Regions from separate parts of the Mus musculus genome. Here all the other regions are linked to region 6. A link is a contact called in public ChIA-PET, Hi-C, capture Hi-C and promoter capture Hi-C data. All regions are on one chromosome and are shown on one strand. Each heading gives the region's core, a stretch centred on a gene start, on an enhancer-like site or on the middle of the called end of the contact. The rest is flanking DNA. Distances are from core to core; before and after follow the strand shown.

What was found. Promoter capture Hi-C pulls out the DNA fragments that hold promoters and counts their contacts. A called contact is a pair of places that touch in the nucleus more often than the background predicts. ChIA-PET counts read pairs in DNA pulled down with a chosen protein or histone mark. Capture Hi-C pulls out chosen DNA fragments and counts their contacts.
Region 1: a contact with region 6 is called in a promoter capture Hi-C map of pre-B cells, with 2.1 times the contacts expected there. The contact joins the enhancer-like site here to the promoter of Amigo2 in region 6. A contact is called at or near these places in 7 of 39 promoter capture datasets (the 3T3-L1 cell line, 3T3-L1-derived adipocytes, hippocampal neurons and 3 more).
Region 2: a contact with region 6 is called in a Hi-C map of CD8 T cells, with 2.1 times the contacts expected there. The contact joins the promoter of Hdac7 here to the promoter of Amigo2 in region 6. A contact is called at or near these places in 12 of 39 promoter capture datasets (the C10 cell line, the SN4741 cell line, embryonic stem cells and 6 more), 2 of 15 datasets of contacts at CTCF or cohesin (embryonic stem cells and large pre-B cells), 5 of 484 Hi-C or Micro-C datasets (B cells, CD4 T cells, CD8 T cells and 1 more), 8 of 115 datasets of contacts at active chromatin or transcription factors (T-cell acute lymphoblastic leukemia, astrocytes, embryonic stem cells and 4 more) and 2 of 9 other capture datasets (adipose tissue and liver).
Region 3: a contact with region 6 is called in a capture Hi-C map of embryonic stem cells, with 2.9 times the contacts expected there. The contact joins the promoter of Col2a1 here to the promoter of Amigo2 in region 6. A contact is called at or near these places in 2 of 39 promoter capture datasets (the C10 cell line and liver), 1 of 115 datasets of contacts at active chromatin or transcription factors (large pre-B cells) and 1 of 9 other capture datasets (embryonic stem cells).
Region 4: a promoter capture Hi-C map of liver shows a contact between it and region 6, with 2.8 times the contacts expected there. The contact joins the promoter of Vdr here to the promoter of Amigo2 in region 6. A contact is called at or near these places in 1 of 39 promoter capture datasets (liver), 1 of 115 datasets of contacts at active chromatin or transcription factors (pro-B cells) and 1 of 9 other capture datasets (liver).
Region 5: a promoter capture Hi-C map of adipose tissue shows a contact between it and region 6. The contact joins the promoter of Scaf11 here to the promoter of Amigo2 in region 6. A contact is called at or near these places in 3 of 39 promoter capture datasets (the 3T3-L1 cell line, hippocampal neurons and pre-B cells) and 1 of 9 other capture datasets (adipose tissue).
Region 7: a contact with region 6 is called in an RNA polymerase II ChIA-PET map of memory CD8 T cells, with 13 read pairs. The contact joins the promoter of Senp1 here to the promoter of Amigo2 in region 6. A contact is called at or near these places in 3 of 39 promoter capture datasets (hippocampal neurons, liver and pre-B cells), 2 of 115 datasets of contacts at active chromatin or transcription factors (memory CD8 T cells and regulatory T cell precursor) and 1 of 9 other capture datasets (adipose tissue).

Annotation. Positions count from the first base shown.
Region 1 is chr15:96,487,952-96,490,825 of GRCm38.p6, reverse strand. No RefSeq gene overlaps it. Among named protein-coding and RNA genes, the nearest start is that of Gm41392, 5.1 kb to the left of the region's middle. Within about 2 kb of position 1,460, at least 74 of the 459 cell types and tissues checked have an H3K27ac peak or open chromatin away from gene starts, as enhancers often do. A contact at or near this core is called in pre-B cells and stem cell-derived epiblast-like cells, where this site is marked.
Region 2 is chr15:97,829,896-97,832,778 of GRCm38.p6, reverse strand. It overlaps Hdac7 (histone deacetylase 7), which reads left to right and starts at 1,284. Exons shown (of 25, transcript NM_001378971.1): 1 at 1,284-1,420. The coding sequence starts at 1,402. Gm33636 (a long non-coding RNA gene) reads right to left here and starts at 2,093. Exons shown (of 4, transcript XR_001781759.2): 1 at 1,474-2,093.
Region 3 is chr15:98,003,269-98,006,019 of GRCm38.p6, reverse strand. Col2a1 (collagen, type II, alpha 1) reads left to right here and starts at 1,296. Exons shown (of 54, transcript NM_031163.3): 1 at 1,296-1,611. The coding sequence starts at 1,527.
Region 4 is chr15:97,906,967-97,909,870 of GRCm38.p6, reverse strand. Vdr (vitamin D (1,25-dihydroxyvitamin D3) receptor) reads left to right here and starts at 1,575. Exons shown (of 10, transcript NM_009504.4): 1 at 1,575-1,636.
Region 5 is chr15:96,459,415-96,462,114 of GRCm38.p6, reverse strand. Scaf11 (SR-related CTD-associated factor 11) reads left to right here and starts at 1,272. Exons shown (of 15, transcript NM_028148.2): 1 at 1,272-1,513. It overlaps Gm41408, which reads right to left. Exons shown (of 2, transcript XM_030248866.1): 2 at 1-2,071. The coding sequence ends at 1,206.
Region 6 is chr15:97,245,824-97,248,591 of GRCm38.p6, reverse strand. It overlaps Amigo2 (adhesion molecule with Ig like domain 2), which reads left to right and starts at 1,305. Exons shown (of 2, transcript NM_001164602.1): 1 at 1,305-1,619; 2 at 1,995-2,768. The coding sequence starts at 2,053. Pced1b (PC-esterase domain containing 1B) reads right to left here and starts at 1,485. Exons shown (of 6, transcript NM_172293.4): 1 at 1,428-1,485.
Region 7 is chr15:98,092,225-98,094,924 of GRCm38.p6, reverse strand. Senp1 (SUMO1/sentrin specific peptidase 1) reads left to right here and starts at 1,356. Exons shown (of 18, transcript NM_144851.5): 1 at 1,356-1,642. It also overlaps a transcript of Pfkm not described here.

The DNA.
Region 1 (2,874 bases), core at 211-2,710, 760 kb after region 6:
TCCCCAGAGCTCGTGTCTCTAGCTGCATATGTAGCAGAAGATGGCCTAGTCGGCCATCAGTGGGAGGAGAGGCCCTTGGTCTTGCAAACTTTATATGCCCCAGCACAGGGGAACACCAGGGCCAAGAAGTGGGAGTGAGTGGGTAGGGGAGGGGGTATAGGGGACTTTTGGGATAGCATTTGAAATGTAAATGAAGAAAATACCTAATAAAAAATTGGGGGGAAAAGATTTTGCTAAAGAGCTAGTGGATGGAACCCAAAAGGGTGAGGTGGAAATCATGGTACCATTAAAAACAAATTGTTAAACATCTAGGTAACCACAACGGTCACCGACTGCGTGCAATACTAATTCGAGAAATATAAAATGGTGAAAATACATTAAAAACCAGAGGGGAGTAATGAGAACCTTCTTATCTCTCCAGGAGCTGAATAAACACACAATTATATCAGACACTATGACAGCATGCTAACAGTTTAGGAGTGATAAACAAAACACTAGATACAGAATGTAAAAAAAAAAAGTCCTTATTAGTGGGGGTGGAGCTAAGGATGTGGGGGTGGAGTCTCTAGCACTGTGACTAGTCAGTGCTAGAGAACCTTGCTGTGACTGGTGAAATTCTTTGACTCAGGTGCTGTGGTCTCACGGGTACTCCTGGCTGCTCTGAGGTCTGAATTTACAGGATCACTGGAGGAGGAGGAGGACTCCTCTCCCTCCCCTCCCCTCCCCTCCCCTCCCCTCCCCTCCCCTCCCCTCCCCCTCCCTCTCCTCTGTCCTCCCCTCCCTGTGCCCTGAATAAACTCTCTTCTATACTATAAAGTCATGTCTAGTCCCTCACAGAGAAGGGATGTCTCAGTATGGGCCCACAGAGGCACTCCCTTCCCCCACACCAAACATTCCTTCTCTCCTTCTCTTTTTATAAAACACAACAGTAGAGGGAATTTGGAAAGTAATATCCAAATTATTATTGCTAAAAAAAATTATTACTACCACACTGACGGTTTTTTGAAGCAATGCAAGCTAGGGGTTGGGGAGATGGGGAGTGGTCAGGAGCACTGGCTCTCCTAGCATAGGATGACAGTTCAGTTCCCACTACCACAGAGCTCACAGCCATCCATAGAGGGCTCCGTCCAGAGGATACGATACCTTCCTCTGGCCTCCGGGGGCACTGTATGCAAGTCCCACACAGACACACACGTGGACAAAACACTTATACACATTAATTACGACTAGATATATCTTTTAAAATGCAAACTCACGAAAATCTAAGGTGCATATCAAAACTCAGGCTCTACATCAGACTCTGAGAGCAGAAGCTCATCAGAGGGGGAAATGGCATCGTTGTATCGCTCTATTCAAGGAACTCTATCTAAATTCAAAACCCGCGGTTGGATAAGCAGCCTGTTTAAAAGACGTCTAAATTATCCAGGGTGTGCAATGCTTGCTTCCGCAACAAGGACCTTTTTTTGCCTTCACACACTGCGCTTTAAACTTCGTTCTGGAACTGTCTGGAAGGTGCCAAATACCAATAGCCTCTGGCTGCTCGTAAAATATTTAGAAAATATTCCATAAAAATCTCCAAACAGCAGCTGAGCTACTACATAATTGAGCAACTGGAAAACCGACTTTTACTCTCGTGATCAGGGGGTGGCAGGGATGAGTCTTCCAGAGCCCTGCAGGCAAACAGTGGGAGTGAGAGAGCCAGCGAGTGGGTGTGGCTCAGGGTCTAAGAGCCTCAGGACACAACTGGCCCTGCTTTGTTTCCCACGGGATTTGGGGCCAGAACTGTTTCCTGAGCTCATCATTTCTGCAAAATGGCACTTGGCTCCCCAGGGTCTCCTCCTTTTTTTTTTTTTTTTCTCGTTAATTTGTAGCAGCTTGTGGATGTTGGAGAGGGTGTGGATTTCCTTTGCATTGGTCAATAAGCAACTGTCTTCAGGCAGAATTGTTTGGCAGATTTATTTATTTATTTATTTATTTATTTTTATTTAGAGTACCTGGTTTTTAATTTTTCTAAGTCCTGGCCCTGAGACTCAGTTTCACTGTTCTAATATGAAAAGCACAATTTCTAGAAAGGGAGAATGGCTCAGTGGGTAAAGGTCCTTGTGGCCAAGCCCGACAGGCAGAGAGACAAACCTCCAGAACCCATAAAAGGAGGAAAGAGCTCACTCCTGTAAGTTGTTTTCTGAGTTCCACGTACGCACCACAGCGTGCGTTCCACACACAAGCAAGCAAATCAATAAATACTAAAAACAGGAAGGGGCAGAAAAGAGACAAGCAAGGTCAGCTTTGCACAGCTGTGTTCCAATATGTTTACGTTATATTCCGTGGGCACACGCAGGAGAACGGCTGGGTTTGTTCGTTTTTGATTTGTGTTTTGTGTTTCATTTGGGACAGGGTTTCTCGGTGTAGCTCCGGCTGTCCTGGAACCCACCAGGCTGCCAGGCATGATCTGTTATCCTCGCCTGGAGTACTGGCTAGAAGCAAGCTCTTGAAACAGGCAAGGTCCCGCTGGCATTTCCCATCTCTTCTTTGCCACCGGTGTTGGCCTCGAGGGAAATAACTGTTATCATATAAAGATGCAGGGGGTAGAAAGTCTCTGCCTGTTACCAAGAACTGGGTTAGAGGCGCATGGTTATACGACGCAGCCGTTCCATTGCTCAACGAGGCTCTTTCTTTTATGCTTTATGCTTATGATAAGGTCTCGCTGAGTGGCCCACACCAGCCCTTTTCAGCTCTCTTGCTGGTCAGCCTGTTCTGGCATTCTTTGTCTCTAACTCTCCTGTGACCTCCATACCCAGCCAGCAAGTACATGGGTGCTGGGGACCTGAACTCCTGTCCTTACACTTGGGGGGAAGCGCTTTACCTGCTGAGCCA
Region 2 (2,883 bases), core at 35-2,534, 580 kb before region 6:
AGGTCTGCCTCATTTTCCCCTTCTAAAGGTTCTTGGAGTTCCGAGGACTCAGAGAGTAGATTGGGACCAGAAGGAAGCTGCCTTTCAGTGGCGGGCACCTCAAGGGCAGGGGAGCATAGTGTTCCTGGTGAATGACCGCTCTCCCTTCCCAGTTTTCTGACCTGCCAAATTGCTGGAGGCAACAGGACTGACAGGCCAAGCCAGGAAACTCAGTGGGAAGGTCCTCGGCCCCTGACCCTTGAATCTGACCTCCTCCCGTCTAAGATGGGGGAGAGGCAGGGAGGGCTTCAGTGCAAAGCCAGTCCTCAGCTGAGTTTATTAGCTGAGGGAGGGCTGGAGGCGGCTGCATTCCGACTCACAGACTGGAACATTTCTGTGATCCGCTGTAATGCACTGGGGGACACTGGGCACATTGCTGAAGTTTGACTCATAGGGTCCAGGAGTGGGGGGGCAAAGGAGGGTCATTGTGGAGGGAGAGGAATGGAAGAGGAAGAGGAGAGGATGGAAGGAAATCCCTTGAGAAAAATTTTTTTTAAGTTTCGAAAACTGCACCACCCCCCATCCCCTTTTTTTTTTCTTTTAATAGGAACAGACTGGACCCTTCTGCTCCCCTCAGCAGACAGTGGGGGCGGGGGGTGCCACTGGGGTTGGACTGGCAGTGGTTCAAATCAGATCCTGAAGTGTTCCTGAGGAGAGTCGTGTGTGTGTGTGTGTGTGTGTGTGTGTGTGTGTGTGTGGTGTGTGTGTGTTAGGATGGGGCAGGGGTGTCCGTCTGGGATTCCTTGCTCGAGACTCCAAGCGTGCCCTGCTCTCCCTGTGTGTAGCGCTGCCCTCGTTGACTTAAGTGTGTAGATGTGTGCACAGGAGTCCTTCCCCGAAGCGTAAAGCACCCTGGCTTGTGTAAACATGGATGCACGCCCGTGTACGCTGTGTATGCACGGGTGCGTGCACTCAGGTATCTGGGTTTCCGGGAATTGTGCGCGGGGCGCAGCGCCGCGCGGCGGCTGGGGCTTCCGCGGCCGCGCGCGGGTCCGGCCGCGTCCCGCGTTCCGGGTTCGGCGCTGCCTCCCGGGCGGTGAGCCGCGCCCCGCCGCGATCGGTGTCTGCCGCCAGGCTGTGTGCTGCTGAGCGAAGCCCGGGTGGTGTGTCCCAGGGCCGCCAGCGCCGGCCCCCTCCCTCCCCTCCCCCTTGGCCCGCTCTCAGACTCAGATAAAGCATTTCCTTCCATTGTCATCCTACCCGGCCGGCCAGGCTGCCAGGGCCCTCCCCCTCCCGGCCCCCTCCCTTCCTCTCGCCGTCTCACAGTCGCTCTGCAGCCTCCGGCGACCGGGGGGATGTGAGGCCGGCGCCCCGGCCCCCCGCCCGCCATGAGCCCCCGGCTCTGAGGGCCCCGGCCCCTGGATGCACAGCCCCGGCGCGGGTGAGTACCGGGCGGCCACCCCCTCCCCGTCCGCCCCGCCCTGCGCGCGGCACCCTGCGCTGCTCGCCCCGGCTCCCGCTCCGGCTGCGGCTGGGTCTCCGGCCGGTCCGGCTGGCCGGGTCCTCCGCGCGCCCTGGACCGCGCCCGCTCGCCCGGGCTCTGGCCCGCTCGCTGCCCCGGCTGGTTCCGGGGCCGAAGGGCTCCGGCCTCCTGCGGGGCGCCCACATCCGCCCGCTCCCGGGCAGCGACAGGCCCCGGGGAGGCAGTGGGAGGCCCGGGGCCGCCTGTGCAAGGGCCGGGCGTCCCGTCACCCTCCTCCCCGGGATCCGGGAGGCACGGCCGGCCGCCGAGGCCCGGGAGGGGGCGGTGCTCCGGGACCAAAGGTTTGGAAGCGGGAGGGCAAAGGCTAGGACCCACTGAACTGGCGCAGAACTTGCAGGGCTGGACATCAGCGCCCCTGTCTTGTAGAACTGGGCAGGGCCCTACTCAGATCCTGTAGCTGAGGGAAACGTCCCCTGGAGGGGTACTGGGCTGGGAGATTTCTCTGAGCATCACCCCTTATCCTTGATCACCCATCATAGAGAGACAGACACTGTGTTCAGCCTAGCAGTGAGGACAGTTAAAGGCGTGGGGAAGTGGGGGCCGCAGGCTGAGTACTGAGAGAGGTAGGGAGGTGGGGAGCTGGATCTAGCCCCCCCACCCCCACCCACCCCCAGTCTGATAGTACTGAGAAGTATGAGAACCCGGGCAAATCTGGCAACTGAACTGTCTTTTCGCCACTGCGATTTCTCCGCCAATTGAGTTGGAAGAAAAACCTAAGTCCTGCATGCAGGTCGCTTAATGAGTCCCACTTATTTCTCACTGGCTGCCGGTTTGGGGCCGACTTAGGGCTGACCATTGGTTCCCTGAACTATCCTTGCTGGCTGTCCAGCACTCCCCCAAAGCATCCTGCATCATCTGGCGGGGTTGGCTTGCTGCTAAGTATCCCTTCCCACATCCCAACGCAGCATCTGCTTGAGGCCCAGTTCTGCCTGCCAAAGTTTCAGGGTGATAATAGGACATTGGCCCTCGGTGGCCCTGGAGGGAGTGCAACATCTGGAATCAGGAGCTAGTCCTCCAGACTTTTACCTAGATTTGCTCAAATTCCATTGCAGACTGTCACTTTGGTTGGTTTCTATCCTCTAACTTGTACTTAGGTGACCCATTTCTTCCCAAGAGGACCCCCATGGGCTGCGGTCGTGCCTCCCCTCTGTGCCAACCTTCCGAGCCTCTTCTCCATCCGCCGCAAATCATCCTTCACTCTTAACCTCCTTGCTCTCTGCAGCCTCACGTCTCCCCTCAGTAACTAAGTACTTTTCTTCTTTACAGTGATTCCTGGGGGGGAAATGAGGCACAAAGCAGTTCCAGTGTATGGTACCCAGATAACTGAGATTGGACCAAGTCCTGAACCCAATGGGGCTGAG
Region 3 (2,751 bases), core at 47-2,546, 760 kb before region 6:
GGTAAGCCCCCACACACTCCAGCATTCCCTGGGAGTGTCGGTCAGGTCCATAGAGGTGGCTTCTCCCAAGGACTTCCAGCTTCCTGGAGGAAAGCAACACAGAAACCCACTTCGAGACAAAGGAGTTACTGCTTAAATCAGGTCTTAATTTCCAAGTTTCACTTTGCTTAAAGTTCACCGGAGGACCATCTCACTCCTGAAGGAAAGATGTATTTGGGGACTCATCCTCACCCTCTTGTTCTCAAAGGAGACTTCCGGGAACATAGCAAGGGCTAGGCCGAACCTCCGCAGTTTGGGCTAAGGTGGGGGGGTGGGGAGCAAGGAAGGTAGGTGAGGCTGGAGGTCCAGGGATAGGGGAAGACTTGGAGAATGAGGTTGGGGTGGGGGAATAACTAGGAAACTCTGGCGCTTTCCCCGCCCCTCACAAAGCCGAGTCCAGCTGGAGCCACCTCCAGACTCTCTGGCCAGAGCCTCAGAGTGGCCAACAGTCCCTGGCCAGCGGTTGCTCTATCCAGGCTAAGGGCACCCACTCCCCTGGAGATTCCTGAACCTGGGCCAGGAAGAGCCGAACTAGACAAGCGTCTCCAATCCATCCCGTTTTGTCCCCGGGGTTGTCTGCAGTCCCGTTAGTCCCTTCCCTGGCCTGTTCGCCCCTTAGACCTCCACACAGGTCTCCCTCTGTGTAGGAATTCACCAGACCCTGTCCTAGCCACCCGCTCAGTTCCCCCTTCTACCTAGGCCTTTTCTAGCTAGTTGGATGGGGGATGGGTTAGGGAGGCTGTGGTCCCCGAGACTCCAGGTGGGAGCTCACGGGCAGGTACTCCGCAAAGGAGCTGGAAGGCAGGTCTGGAAAACTGTCCCCCAGATTTAGGATTCTGGACAACGTCCATCTGCTCATGCTTTGGTCCCCCACGCACCTCCCCGCCTCCTAAATTCCCCATCCCCACCTTTCTTGCTCCTTTCTGTTGCTTCGTCCTCTCTGCCTTGGGTCTAAAACTCCAGGCTTATGCCTCTGCAAACAACCCCCTCCCTTCTAACCCCAGCAGAACTCCGAGGAAAGGGGCCCGATGCTCCCCCCCTTCCCGCCTGTGGTTAGAGGGGGCAGTGTGGCAGTCCCAAGTGGGGGCGACCGGAGGCTGTCTCGGTGCCCCGCCCGATCAGGCCACTGGGCACATTGGGGGCGGGAAGCTGGGCTCACGAAAGGGGCGACTGGCCTTGGCAGGTGTGGGCTCTGGTCCGGCCTGGGCGGGCTCCGGGGGCGGGGTCTCAGGTTACAGCCCCGCGGGGGGCTAGGGGGCGGCCCGCGGTTTGGGCCGGTTTGCCAGCCTTTGGAGCGACCGGGAGCATATAACTGGAGCCTCTGCCGGGGGAAGACGCAGAGCGCCGCTGGGCTGCCGGGTCTCCTGCCTCCTCCTGCTCCTAGGGCCTCCTGCATGAGGGAGCGGTAGAGACCCGGACCCGCTCCGTGCTCTGCCGCCTCGCTGCGCTTCGCCCGGGCCAGGCTCTGCCAGGCCTCGCGGTGAGCCATGATCCGCCTCGGGGCTCCCCAGTCGCTGGTGCTGCTGACGCTGCTCATCGCCGCGGTCCTACGGTGTCAGGGCCAGGATGCCCGTAAGTCGCCCGCCGCCCCTGCCTACTTCCCTGACTTGTGACCCTTTTCCTCCTACTCCCTCCCCCAAGTACTGGTCCGGGTTAGGGCGCTAAGTCCTAAGCGCAGAGTATACAGGAGTACACTGATCCTAATTCTGCGAGTAAGGACCTCTGTCGCAGCATCTTCAGTGAGAGTCACGATTGGAGACTTTCTCAGGTCCCTGCGTTAAGCAAGGATATGCAACAGGTTTGAACACAGACGCATCACCTTCCACCAGCTTTGACCAGGACGTTTCGAGCTCAGTAAAAGAAGCCCCACACTTAAAAGTAGGAGAGAAATCGAGAGACGCCTACGGGTTGATTTATCAGCCTAGTCTAGGGGTTAGACGCTGCAGAACTCAAAGGGGCGCTAGACAAAGAACTAACTCTGACCCTGATGGGTTGAAATCTGAGGCCACAAAGAAAAAGCGGCTCCCGGCGACTTCAGCGCAGCTCTCCAGTCCCCTCCGCTATCAGGCTGGCCCACAGTAAGGTGCAGCCGGGCAGCCCTTCTTTGAAACTCGGCTCTCCCCTTGCCTCCGTTAGGCTGCAGGAATTTGACACTGAAAAACGTTGACATTGCAAACAGACCTGCTTTCCAAATGTGTCCCCAAGAGCACCCACCCGCACACACACACACTGTATACCCTACAATGAGTTACTTTACAGCGTGTGTAGCCGTGGATGGATATGGGGTCAGGCTAGTGACCTGCGTATGGCTATCGTTAGAGGTGGCAGCTGTATAGCCTCGGTCCAAGGGCGGTTCCCGCACCTTTCCATCTCCTCCCTGGGTAAGATCCACTGTCTGGGATTATATTCAGGACAACCGAAGCCTGGAAAGTGTATTAGGTAGAGAATTTTCTTCCACGTGTTTGGGCACGTTTCCGACGGGTAGGGTTCCAGCCCTGTCTTTCTCTGTATGTTACAGACTGTTAATCAATCGCAGGTGAAACTGTTTGGACAGTAGGTGGGGATCAAAGACCCTCTGCCCGTGAGACTCTGTGCTCTTTCCCCTGCCACCAGGCTGTCTCCAGAGATGCTTTAGAAGGAGGCGGGCCCGGGCGGACTTTTTGCTCTTTAGCTTGGCGGACCCGGCGGGGGGCAGGGCTAGAGCGGGGAGCG
Region 4 (2,904 bases), core at 326-2,825, 660 kb before region 6:
CCAGAGAACATGCTACCCTATGTGAACTTCCAGCTCACGGCTGTGAAAAAGATTCCCAGTAAGGTCAGTATGGCTTATGTAGGTGCACATCTTCCATCGCCTCCTGCAGAGGCTCACGGGGGGGGGGGTTGGGGGGGTTGGGGGGGTTGGGGGTGGGGGGGGGGATTTCAAAATGCCCTAAGGTGTTGGCTGTTGAGACTCCCTCCTGTGCTTTTCTTCTTGAGAGAGTCAGCTTTCCCCTGATGTTCTAGAAAGTGATTCTTTCATTTAGAATAAATGATTTCTTTTTTCATTTAGAATAAACACCAGCCTGGGAGGGCTCCCAAAAGGCCTCTTCCATTCATTCATTGAGTTTAAACACCATGTGTCACATGTTTTCTGAAAACGTTGAAGCCTTCCCAGAATGTTTCCACTACCGTCTCTTAAAGAGCTCCTCACAGCTTCCCCTCAGACCCCACTGTCTGGAAGCTCTTTCTTCTATTTAGCCTCCGTTGGTTTCTTGGGGACAGTCAGCAAGAGCTGGAAGGGGCAGTATTTCTTCCACTCTAACACCTCTGTGTGAGGAATGAGAAGTGCACTAACCGCCAGGCTGGGCTCTCATCCTCCACTGGTCCACGGCTTGGTCTGTGCAAATCACTGGGTTCTCCACCTCCCTGTCCCCACTGAGCCTCCTAAACATTATCTTTCCTAACTACAGGAGGTCACCAACTGTCCAGTGACATTGGGGGTATCTGTATTCTAGAACACCCTTATGTTTATTTATGCATACATCTCCTACTCAAAAAAGGGACCCCTATAGACTGCGGAGCACGGAGCGTGTGAGTAGAGTAATCTTTATCCAAATTTTTCTACAATGAGTTCTCAGGAGCCATGCACAGTTCCAGGTCTTGAGGTGAACTTTGTGCCTTTCCTTCACACCAGGGTCTCGGTGGCAAGGGATGATCTGGGAGGCAGAGACCTCAGAAGCTACAGCAAGGCTTGCTGGAATGAGATGCAATTAGCCAGGAACATGCTCCGTCGGTGTAGTTAGCAGAAGAACGTCAGGTAGGAGAGAGGACGCAACTCCAACCTCCAATCTGGTTTTCTTGGGCTAATCCTAACCAGTAGAGTCCGGCTGAGCGCCCTGCAGGAGAAACTCACCTGAGGTTCCCCATCCGGCGCGCGCAGAGAACGGCTCCCTGCAGCGCGCCGCGGGCGTCGGGGTCCCGGGTCAACTCAGGTACGGGTGACACACCTGGGGGAGGCGTTTACAGCAGATTGGGTAGAACCACGGCGGCAGGGGTGGGTGGTGGCTACATCACGGATCATCACAGGCAGAAACGTGGATTTGCACACACGACATCATCAAATACTGTTCCACGGAAGGCAGACGCCTGTGCTGCACTGTGGCTGGCGGTCCTGGAGCCCCTCACAAGGCAGGGCCTCCAAGGCGACAGTGCAGTGGTTGATTCCAAGTCAAGAAAGTTTCAGGGCTTCAGAGGACTGAACTTAGTGGGCGTGGTTGAGGGGCAGGGCGGTCCGGGGGCGGGGCCTTGCGGGGGCGGGGCCAGGTGCTGAGCAGTCTCTGCTTGTCAAAAAGCTGCTGCCGAGCCCTAAGCACGGGAAGCGCCGAGCTGTGTGTCCACCGCCAGACCAGGTGCGGATCGGGGTGCAGGGGGAAGGGGGTTCTGGGTGAGTGGTTAGACCCGGGGCAGGCGTCTGGGATCTAGAGGTCTCAGCGTTCGGGTGCAAGCGCTAGAGTCCAAGACTCGGAAAGCAAAGTTGGCGACTGAGATCCGGGCTGTGGTGCCATGAGGTTGGGACTCTGAGAGGGCACCCAAGTCTGAGAAAGCTGAAGTTCGTACGAGGCTGGCGAGGGGACAGCCACCTCCGCGATGCTCAGGCGGCTCAGCGTGGGAGTCCTTAGCTAGGAGGGTGCTCAGCGCTGGACAACAAGAAGCGTTTGTTTCTTTCCTGGGACGGGCGCTTTGACTTGGAGTGGAGGAGTAAGAAGGGAGTGATTGGCTGTCGATGGTGCTAAGGTCTCTGGAGGTGGAGTGTGTAGAGCCTGTTTATTACTTCGCGGAGCCATGTGTGATCACCAGTGATAGTGGAGTGGAATCTTTTATATGGAGTTTTTTCCTTTTGTGCTTGCCTTTCTAAAACCGCCGGTGCTTTGAGACCAGTGTGCTAGGTTTCTCTTTCAGGAGAGCCTGTCCACAGATGTCCAGAGGGACTCGAGGGTGAGCGTGGAAATTGAGAAAGGGGTTTTAAGGACTAGTTTCTGTTTGGAGAGTGAAGGGACTTGGATGCAAGAGGCGAATCTAGGTAGGATCTGCGTGTGATCTCCAAGTCCACTGTCTCCACTATGACTATCCCCTACCTGAGGCTGAATCTGCCTGGGCTCTGGGAGCCTTGGCTCTCTGAGTCTGAGCAACCCTCCTCCTCCTGCTGTTCCTCCTCCTTCTGCTCCTCCTCCTCTTCCTCCTCCTCCTTCTCCTCCTCCTCCTCTTTGTGGTGAATGAGTCAGCCTCCTGTCTGGGCCCAGCAGCGGTAAGAGGGGCCAGAGCCTAGGCAAGCAGTTGGGCAGGCATTTTCTGGGCATTGCAAATGTTCCCTTGGACAGAGTTCAGGTCTGCCTCGATGCCCCGAGGAAAGCCATCTTCTTCATGACACAGGAGGTGGGGGGGGGGGGAATGTCAGCAAAGGCTGATGGGCAAGGGATGATTCCAGGAGATGGCCACGAAGAGACAGTGGCTTTGTGGTAAATCCTCACCTCTTCCTATTCTTAAGAACTAGAGGCACATCCCAGTACTGTGGAGTTACCAGGCACTGGTTCCATTTCTACCTTGTCAGGTACCCATCTTGTCCCGTAAGGCAGGCATGCAGGAGAAATCAGAAGGCCGAGGGAGCAGAAAATGCAAG
Region 5 (2,700 bases), core at 23-2,522, 790 kb after region 6:
AATTCTGGACCCCGAGTGTACACAGGAAAGCTAAACTTTATCTCTGCAGGATGGTTAACAGTGCCTTTGACTTGATTCTGTCACACAACAGTTTCAACAGGTTTTTAGGTTTTCTTAATCACCAGCTTCATTCGTCGTCATTACAAGAGAAAGGTCCCTCAGAAAGTCTTGTTTCATCAGAACAAAGTATTTTAACACCTCTAAATCACTGCGAAATACTTGCACACAGGAACACCACATTTCCAAACCTATGAAGATAGCTCACTGACACTGGGAGAGACAAGGCTGCCATTCATTGCATTCCTAAGCGGTTATTTACCCAGTCCCTTGCTGGTGCTCGGCTCTGTGAAGAGCTTAACGAGACATCATCCCAAACTTCGGTGTGACGTGACGGGCACTGAACAGCCAAGTAGCACAGGATGAAGATGCCAGGGAAGCGACAGGATCAGAGAGGAGGGCAGGGGACGCTGCTGGGCTGGAGGTAGGGAGGGAACAGCCTGGGTTGGGGTGGCCAGGCGACAGCGTGGATTGCAAGAGGACAACTAGGAAAAGCTAGAGCGTGGAGCAGGGGGTGAAAAAGCCAGCGCCTGACGAAAAGCCTGTAAAGACACCTCCGAGGTGAAACAAAAGATCCGAGGGCGCTGCAGGGCAGGAGGACATCGCAGAGTGACTGAAAGTGGAAGCACTTAAAGCCAGCCAGGCTCGGCTAGCCTCGGGGACGCGGGCTTAGGGCGTGGGAGTGTGTCCCGGGCTGGCAGGCCGCCGCGCACGTGCAGCGGGCGGAGTACTTCATCCGTGCCAACTACGCACGAGTTCTTCTCGGGACTGCAGTCTCTCCAAAACATCTTTATTGTCGCCCACGGAGCCTGCCAGGAAAGGCCACGACCAGAGAGAGCGCGGCCAGGGCGCAGGGGCGGGGGTGGGGATGAGGGGGAAAGGGGTGGAGCGAGGACTGAGCACGGCGCGTGCGCGTAGCGCTCCGAGCGGCAAGAGGGCGGGGCAAGAAGAATGTTTCCCAGAAGCCCCGGCCACTCGCAGACGCCGGAGCTCCCGCTCTCCAGCCGGGCGGCGTGCCCCGCCCACCACGTCCGTCCGTCCGTCGCGGCTCGCGGGCGCCCCCTGGAGGTCCGGGGGAGTACGGCAGCGCCCGCGAGCAGGTAGCGTGCGGCGGGTCCAGCCGCCCGCCCGCCCGCCCGCCCGCGTCGTCACCACAGTGCGCCGACCTGTGGCGGCGCGGCTGAGCCCCGCGGAAGGAGGGAGGGAGAAAGGGAGGGAGCCGCCAGACACGGCGGGGGAGGGGAGCGGCGGTGGCGCAAGCGGCGCGGAGCTAGCGCCGCCTGCCCGGGTCTCCTGCTGCGTGGCTGCCTGCGTGCTCCCGACCCGGCCGTCCGAGCCAGCCCGCGGGCCGCGCGCGCTTCCGAGCGGCCGGAGGAGTCCATGGTGCAGAACTTAGCGGCGGACTGACGGAGACCGGGCCTCCTGCGCCGGCGCGGCCGCGGGACCTCGGCCTCAGGTAAACACGGCGGGCCGGAGAGAGCGGACGAGGCGCCCCGGGGCGCAGCGCAGCGCGGCGCGGCGGGGGCGCGGGCCGGGCGGGCGGGCAAAGTTTGGGGCTCGCGCGCGGCTCGGGCGGTGTCTTTCGCTGCGAGCAAAGTTGGGAGCCGCGGCCCCGGGCGGCGCGGGGCGGAGGTCCAGTTTGGGCGCGCGCGGGGCCTAGGAGCAGAGCGGGGCGGCGCGGGCTGCGGGGCCTCGGCCGAGGCAGGAAGGGGCTCCAGGCCCGGCCCGCAGCTCCCCCACCCGCAGTGGGAACGTGTCGGCCGTGCTTCCGGGCGCTCCCAGGCTGGCCCGCTTTCCCGTGGAGTTCGCGTTCGTCCCCGAGCCTCCGGGTCCCGCTTGTGAAACCAAACTTCACTAGGCTGTGACCTCCCCGGCGCCTGAACGAGGAAGCGCTGGCCGGCGCCTGGCCTCGGCCTCTCCCTCCCTCCCTCGGCGGCCGCCTCCCCACCCCCGCCGTCGTTTTTAAAACCCGCTGCCCGGGCTGCCCGCGGTCCAACCGGCCGGGAGATCGAAACTCAGCCCCGCTCAACCCCGCCTTAGAGCCGGGGACTGAGTACCGATTAGAAGATTGGCCAATGCACGCTCGTCTTCCGCACGGATCTCGAAGAATTTAATTTAAAAGACACCTGGTTGCAATTGAGGGCAACAGTCCCAGATTGAAATGGTGACCTACACTCCCCATGCGTTGATCTGTACAGTATCGTATTCCGGTAGTCCGGCTAATCATCTGCGTGTGTGAGGTAGTAAACAATACAGAATGCAAGTTTTACATGCTGATCGTACTACGTAAAACCGCGGCTGCTTCTCATTCATTTTGGATTACATTTTGGCTACCATCCTTATATACTAGCAGCGAACTAACGAAAACTGACGAGAAAGTTTTTTAGTATGCCTTGACTAAGATATGGTAGTATTCAAATTTCCCCCAGTTTGGGCAGTTTTCTCTGAATTTTGGGGAAAGTATATCAATAAGTACGTTTTTTTTCATTTTTCAAGGAAAAGATAACTCATGTATGATTTATTTGCCGCAGCCCCACAACAGTGAAGGCAATAGATTCTTAGCCCTTTCATTTAACCGGTATTTTTAATAAAATTTTATTGGGTAATTCTGTCTCTCCACACCATGTTTCCACCCCCACCTCC
Region 6 (2,768 bases), core at 56-2,555:
ATGAAGAATGCACCCCTGGAGCACACTAGGCTGGATGCTTGTGGTTTTAAAAGTCAATCTTTAGTGAAAGTGAAACTAACAGGAACCAAGTTGCCCTCCCTTGAAAACCCTGAATCGCTGAGCTCTCCCGGAACCAGTCCACATTAACGCAACACACAGGTCCATCAGATCCATGCCAAAAACTCACTCAGGAAGTTTTCCGATAAATTTAAGGATGCCGTGGGGGGGGGGGGGGATCATTTTGGTTTTTAAAGTTGTATTCATGTGCTCTGCCCTCACTGTCTCCCCAATTTTGTCTACCTTTCATTGGCTCCCTAAGCCCTTCTACTGTGGCTAGCATGGTTTTTTAGGGACAGTAATTTATTTCTTTTAATCCGTACACAACGGCCAAATGGATCACTTGGCTCAGTCAAATCCCATCGTTTAAGCCTTTAAACAAGAATGGATTTGTAATCGAAAAGCCCACCAGCTTCAAGCTCTCTCCCTCATTTTCACATGGCCTTGTTCAGCTTGTGCCTTCCGAGAATGCTAGCTCAGTCTACTGGAGCCCTGGTGGCTGTAGGGCCTCTAGGGGACAAGTCCTTCTGCGTAGCCACCCCTACCGAATTAATCCTAGTCCTGAAGCCGCCAGCGCGACTCTGGATTTTTTTTGTTTTTGTTTTTTTTGTTTATTTTTTTTAAAGGCTAATGCCCTTATCTGTGCATTCCAACCGGAAGCCTTCTTTCCTGCCCCTTTGCTTCTAGAGCTGGGCCCGGTGCCTCGGGCCGCCGTCTCCGAGTTAGGAAAAGGGCTCGAACTTTCCCAGGGAACCGGGGGGCGTCCCCGCGGCGCCTCCGCACCCCCTCCCCCCGCAAAGCCCCGGTGGTGCCCGAGGGAACGCGCCGCGGCCCTCGCTCCTGTCCTCCTCCTCCTCCTCCAAACCCGGGCGGGGACCCCAGCAAGCACCCGGTGCACAGCGCCCGCCAGGCCCCTCGCCCCAGCCCCTAAAGCCAGGCTCCGAGATCGGGGTGGGGTGCCACCTGCGGGCCACCGCCCGCGGGCTCCGGCGCGCGGCACCCCGGCACCCTGGGCGGCTCCCTACCGGGCTGGGCGGCTCCCCCGCGGGCGCGGGGCGAGGGGCGCGGGGCCTGGGGGTGCAGAGTCGCAGGCCTCGCTGCGGTCCCACCCGGCCGAGAGGCGGCGCGGAGCCCGCACGGGGCCGCCTCTGCGATTGGCTGCGCCCCCCCTCCCCTGCTCCGCCCGCCGCGGCGCCCGAGGAGCGAGGACGCGGGGACCCGCCTCCCGCCCGCTCCCGACCCCGGGCGCACGGGATAAAAGGCGGGCGGCGGGCGCGGGAGCCCGGGCCCTGCAGCCTGCGAGCGCCACCGGCGGGCCGGCTTCCCCCGCCGCCCACCCCGCTCCCGGCGCGGCCGAGCTCCGGCGGTACCTGCAGCCGAGCGAGAGAGCCGGGGAGCCCGCGCCGCTGCCTCGAAACTCGCCAAAGTTGAGAGGCTGCCGCCCACCGGGAGCTGGAGGGAAGGTGCGAGCGCGCGGGGCGCAAACCGGCAGGCGGACGCGCGGACCTTCCGAGCGCACCGCCGTCGGCGGCCTCTCCGAGCCGCTGCGGCTTCCCAGCGCTGTGAGTGGTCGGCTAGACCGACGGCTGGCTAAGTATTTCCGTTCAATTGTTTATGGGATGCGATTGTGTGTTTTTGTGTGTGTCGGTGGAGGGAGTTAAGGCAGAATGCATCCTTTAGAAACAAAAACACACAAAAAAGCCTGAGTTTCTCATGCTGAGACTGTCGCATTGAGAGAAGGTACCTGGAAATCTCACTGAGTTGGAGTAATCTAGGAAAAATGCATATAACAGGTTCTTTATTAAAAAGCCACCCCTGTTGGAGATGGAACCCATTTCAAAAGTTAATTGGAATGAAAGCAATTACGGAATAACTCTAACGGGTTAACTAGTGGCAGTTAACTTGTACTTTTCTCCCGTTTTAAATGTTGTTACCAGATTGGTGGGAGACTGAGCTGATGAGAAGCGACTGGCAAGAGACTCAGAGGCGACCATAATGTCGTTAAGGTTCCACACACTGCCCACCCTGCCTAGAGCTGTCAAACCGGGTTGCAGAGAGCTGCTGTGTCTGTTGGTGATCGCAGTGATGGTGAGCCCCAGCGCCTCAGGAATGTGCCCCACTGCTTGCATCTGTGCCACCGACATTGTCAGCTGCACCAACAAAAACCTATCTAAGGTGCCCGGGAACCTTTTCAGACTGATTAAAAGACTGGATCTGAGCTATAACAGAATCGGACTGTTGGATGCCGACTGGATCCCGGTGTCGTTTGTCAAGCTGAGCACCTTAATTCTTCGCCACAACAACATCACCAGCATCTCCACGGGCAGTTTCTCCACAACCCCAAATTTAAAGTGTCTGGACTTATCATCCAATAGGCTGAAGTCGGTAAAGAGTGCCACATTCCAAGAGCTGAAGGCTCTGGAAGTACTGCTGCTGTACAACAACCACATTTCCTATCTGGACCCCGCAGCGTTCGGGGGGCTTTCCCACTTGCAGAAACTCTATCTGAGTGGGAACTTTCTCACACAGTTCCCTATGGATTTGTATACTGGGAGGTTCAAGCTGGCTGATCTGACATTTTTAGATGTTTCCTATAATCGAATCCCTTCCATACCGATGCACCATATAAACTTAGTGCCGGGGAGACAGCTGAGAGGCATCTACCTTCACGGGAACCCATTTGTATGTGACTGTTCTCTGTACTCGTTGCT
Region 7 (2,700 bases), core at 107-2,606, 850 kb before region 6:
TAGTTTACTACCTCTAAACGATTCTATTCCTTTAGTATTAACAGAGGCAAAGCAGAACATATCACTACCAGTTAGAAAAGAGTGGAAGTTCTCTTTAAGTCCTGACTTACATGTTTGGGGGTGCCCACTGAGTATCAACAAGGACTCCTACTACAAGTCACCCCAGATAGGTTAGAATAATCTATAAATTAAATAGAAATCAACACCCTTCCCATGTTCCATGTTTCTTGTTCTCAGCTCCCAAGTCTTCCTCCTTTGCCTGGGATGAGGATAGCATCTCCCTTATACTTGTACAAAGAAAACACCCCAACACGGTGACAAAATATTTTTCCTACTAGGAATAGAAAACAAGCCCGTCGACCCCTTAAGTTTATAATTCTGCCAGAAGCTCTCATCCTGTATAGCTCTGAGAGAACATATCCCTTGTCACTATAACATAATCAATGGTACCTGTGCTCTGAGTAGTCCTGACTACTTGGCGAGACTCAATCACGCACATGAAAAATCTCAGCTGAAACTCCTCTCTACGCATGGCTACTTCCTAGAAGTAAAGAAAGTTTAATCCAAATAAATAGATCCATAGAATATTTAAAGTGTCAAAGGTCAACATGGTCTAGGTACACTTAATACCACTGGGTTTTAGGACTTGGCCATATAAAAATATCAGCATATAAGGTGATATAATCGTTTATATACATAACAAGTCAGGATCCCCTGAAGAAACAAGTTTATCTCCTTATGCTTAGAGAATAGATGAGGCTGGCAGATTCCAGAGGCTTTTCTTTCTTCAAGAGTGAATTCAGACAGGCAGTCACCTGGGTCTAGAATACTATTCTGAAGCCTCTTTCCAAATAGGGCCTGCGCCAGAGGCGTAATTAAATTAAGAAGCTCGGTAAGTAATTTGAATGAACAAGTTAATTTTTCCTCCATTCTGTCTTTAAAAGTCTGGCATTGATTACATGTTTAAGACCTCTGGTGAATCCCACTAGAGATCACTGTTTAAAATTATTCCAGTTATATAAGGCTAGGTGTGTTGTTAAGAGTCTAAGCTAAGGTGTTCCCAAAGTTTCTTAGTCTCTGCTCTTCCCCCTAGCCCCACTTCCTGTGATCAGTCAAGCGTGTCAAGCGTGACAAGATGCACACTAATTTTCAGAAGCTAGAGGTAAAAATCAATTTAGAACTCAAAATGAGGATTTGTCGGGGAAGGCGCAGGTTTCCAAACATCTAGGGCCCTAGCGAACAGCTGCCATGGAAACCTGTGCGTAAGCCAAAAAAAGGTCACCGAACGGAACCAGATGACAGCGGGTCAAGGAGCCGAGGGACAGAGAAAACCAAAGGACGGCGGGCGCACTAACAGTACTCCAAGTGCGACGAAGAGAAAAAGCCCCAGTCTGACAGGGTGACAGGGAGATGGAGACGCGAGTCAAACGCTCCCTCCACGTCTCGGGCCTCGCCACCTCGCGCAGGCGTCCCGCGAGCCTGTAGCTCGCTCTTTGACCTCTTGTCCCACCCCCTTCCCTCCTCCGCGCCCGCCAAACGGTCTTCCGGTAGAGTAAAGAAGGTTCCGGTTCCCGGAGGTTCCCGGGCTTTGCGGTCCGCGCCCGGCCGGAAACCCCTTTGCCTAGCAGCCGGTTCCGGTTCGGTGAGTGGCGGCGGGAAACTGGGGGAGGGGTGAGGATGGAGGGAGACCGGGCCGGGAGGCTGTGTCAGGCTGGGCCCGCGGGCCTCGGCGGGGCCGAGCGGAAAGGAGGACGGCGGTGGGGACCGTGCCCTGTCTTCCGCCCCGCCCCTTGGGACCACCTCCATTCCCCCCTGCTGCCCGGTCGCGGCTGCCTGGCCCGGGTCTGGTAGTTGGGCTCACTGAGGCCGCCCTTTCAGCCCTCCGGTCTCCCGACCCGCGGAGAGGCCATCTCCCCGCGGTCACAGCACGGCCTCCTTCTACATCCCACTCTACTTTTCCAAAGAGAGAAGGCCGGTTGGGATCGCGGGAGTTTCCCGCCAGAGCAGGGTCCCCGGGAGGAAGAGCTGTTCTCTACGAGGAAGTTGAGCTGTCGCTCCCACCTGCTTCGCCTCTCTTCTTCCTTGAAACCTGAATGCTACTCCTCGCCTACCGAGTCTCACGTAAAACAATTCTCCAACTCTTTTTACCCTGTGATAATTCCCTGGGATGTGATATTGCTAGAGCCACCACCAGAGAGAAACGTCTGGACCCTTCTGCATAGGTTATGAAAACCCCCTTAACTGCCGCCGTCTCCTTACCTGGCTCATCGCCTCTTGGTAATGAATTCCCTTGAACCTTTTCTTCGTATACCCTAACGTGATCTTTCTGGATATATGCTGGCTTCCTCTTGTCTTGAGCTTGGTGATTTCTGTTTTATCAGTACCTCTACAGTTTTTCTGTTATCTTGTTGGCAATAACTTGCTCCTTTATCACTTTTAAGGCACACTTGTTAAAATTACTTACTTCACGTGGCATACTTAATTGTATTTGGAGTGATGGTGATTCTTGCAAAATTTTGTATAGTCCTTTTATGTGCAATCAACCATTTGATGTAGGGTTTTCGATGTAGTAGGACATTCTGGATGAAGTAAAACATGTTTAAGTATTCTTCATAAAGATGATTTGTATTCACGACTCTTGCTGAAATGTGGATTACTGCCCTTGAGGTTACAGTGACACCTGTAATAGTGACCTGAACC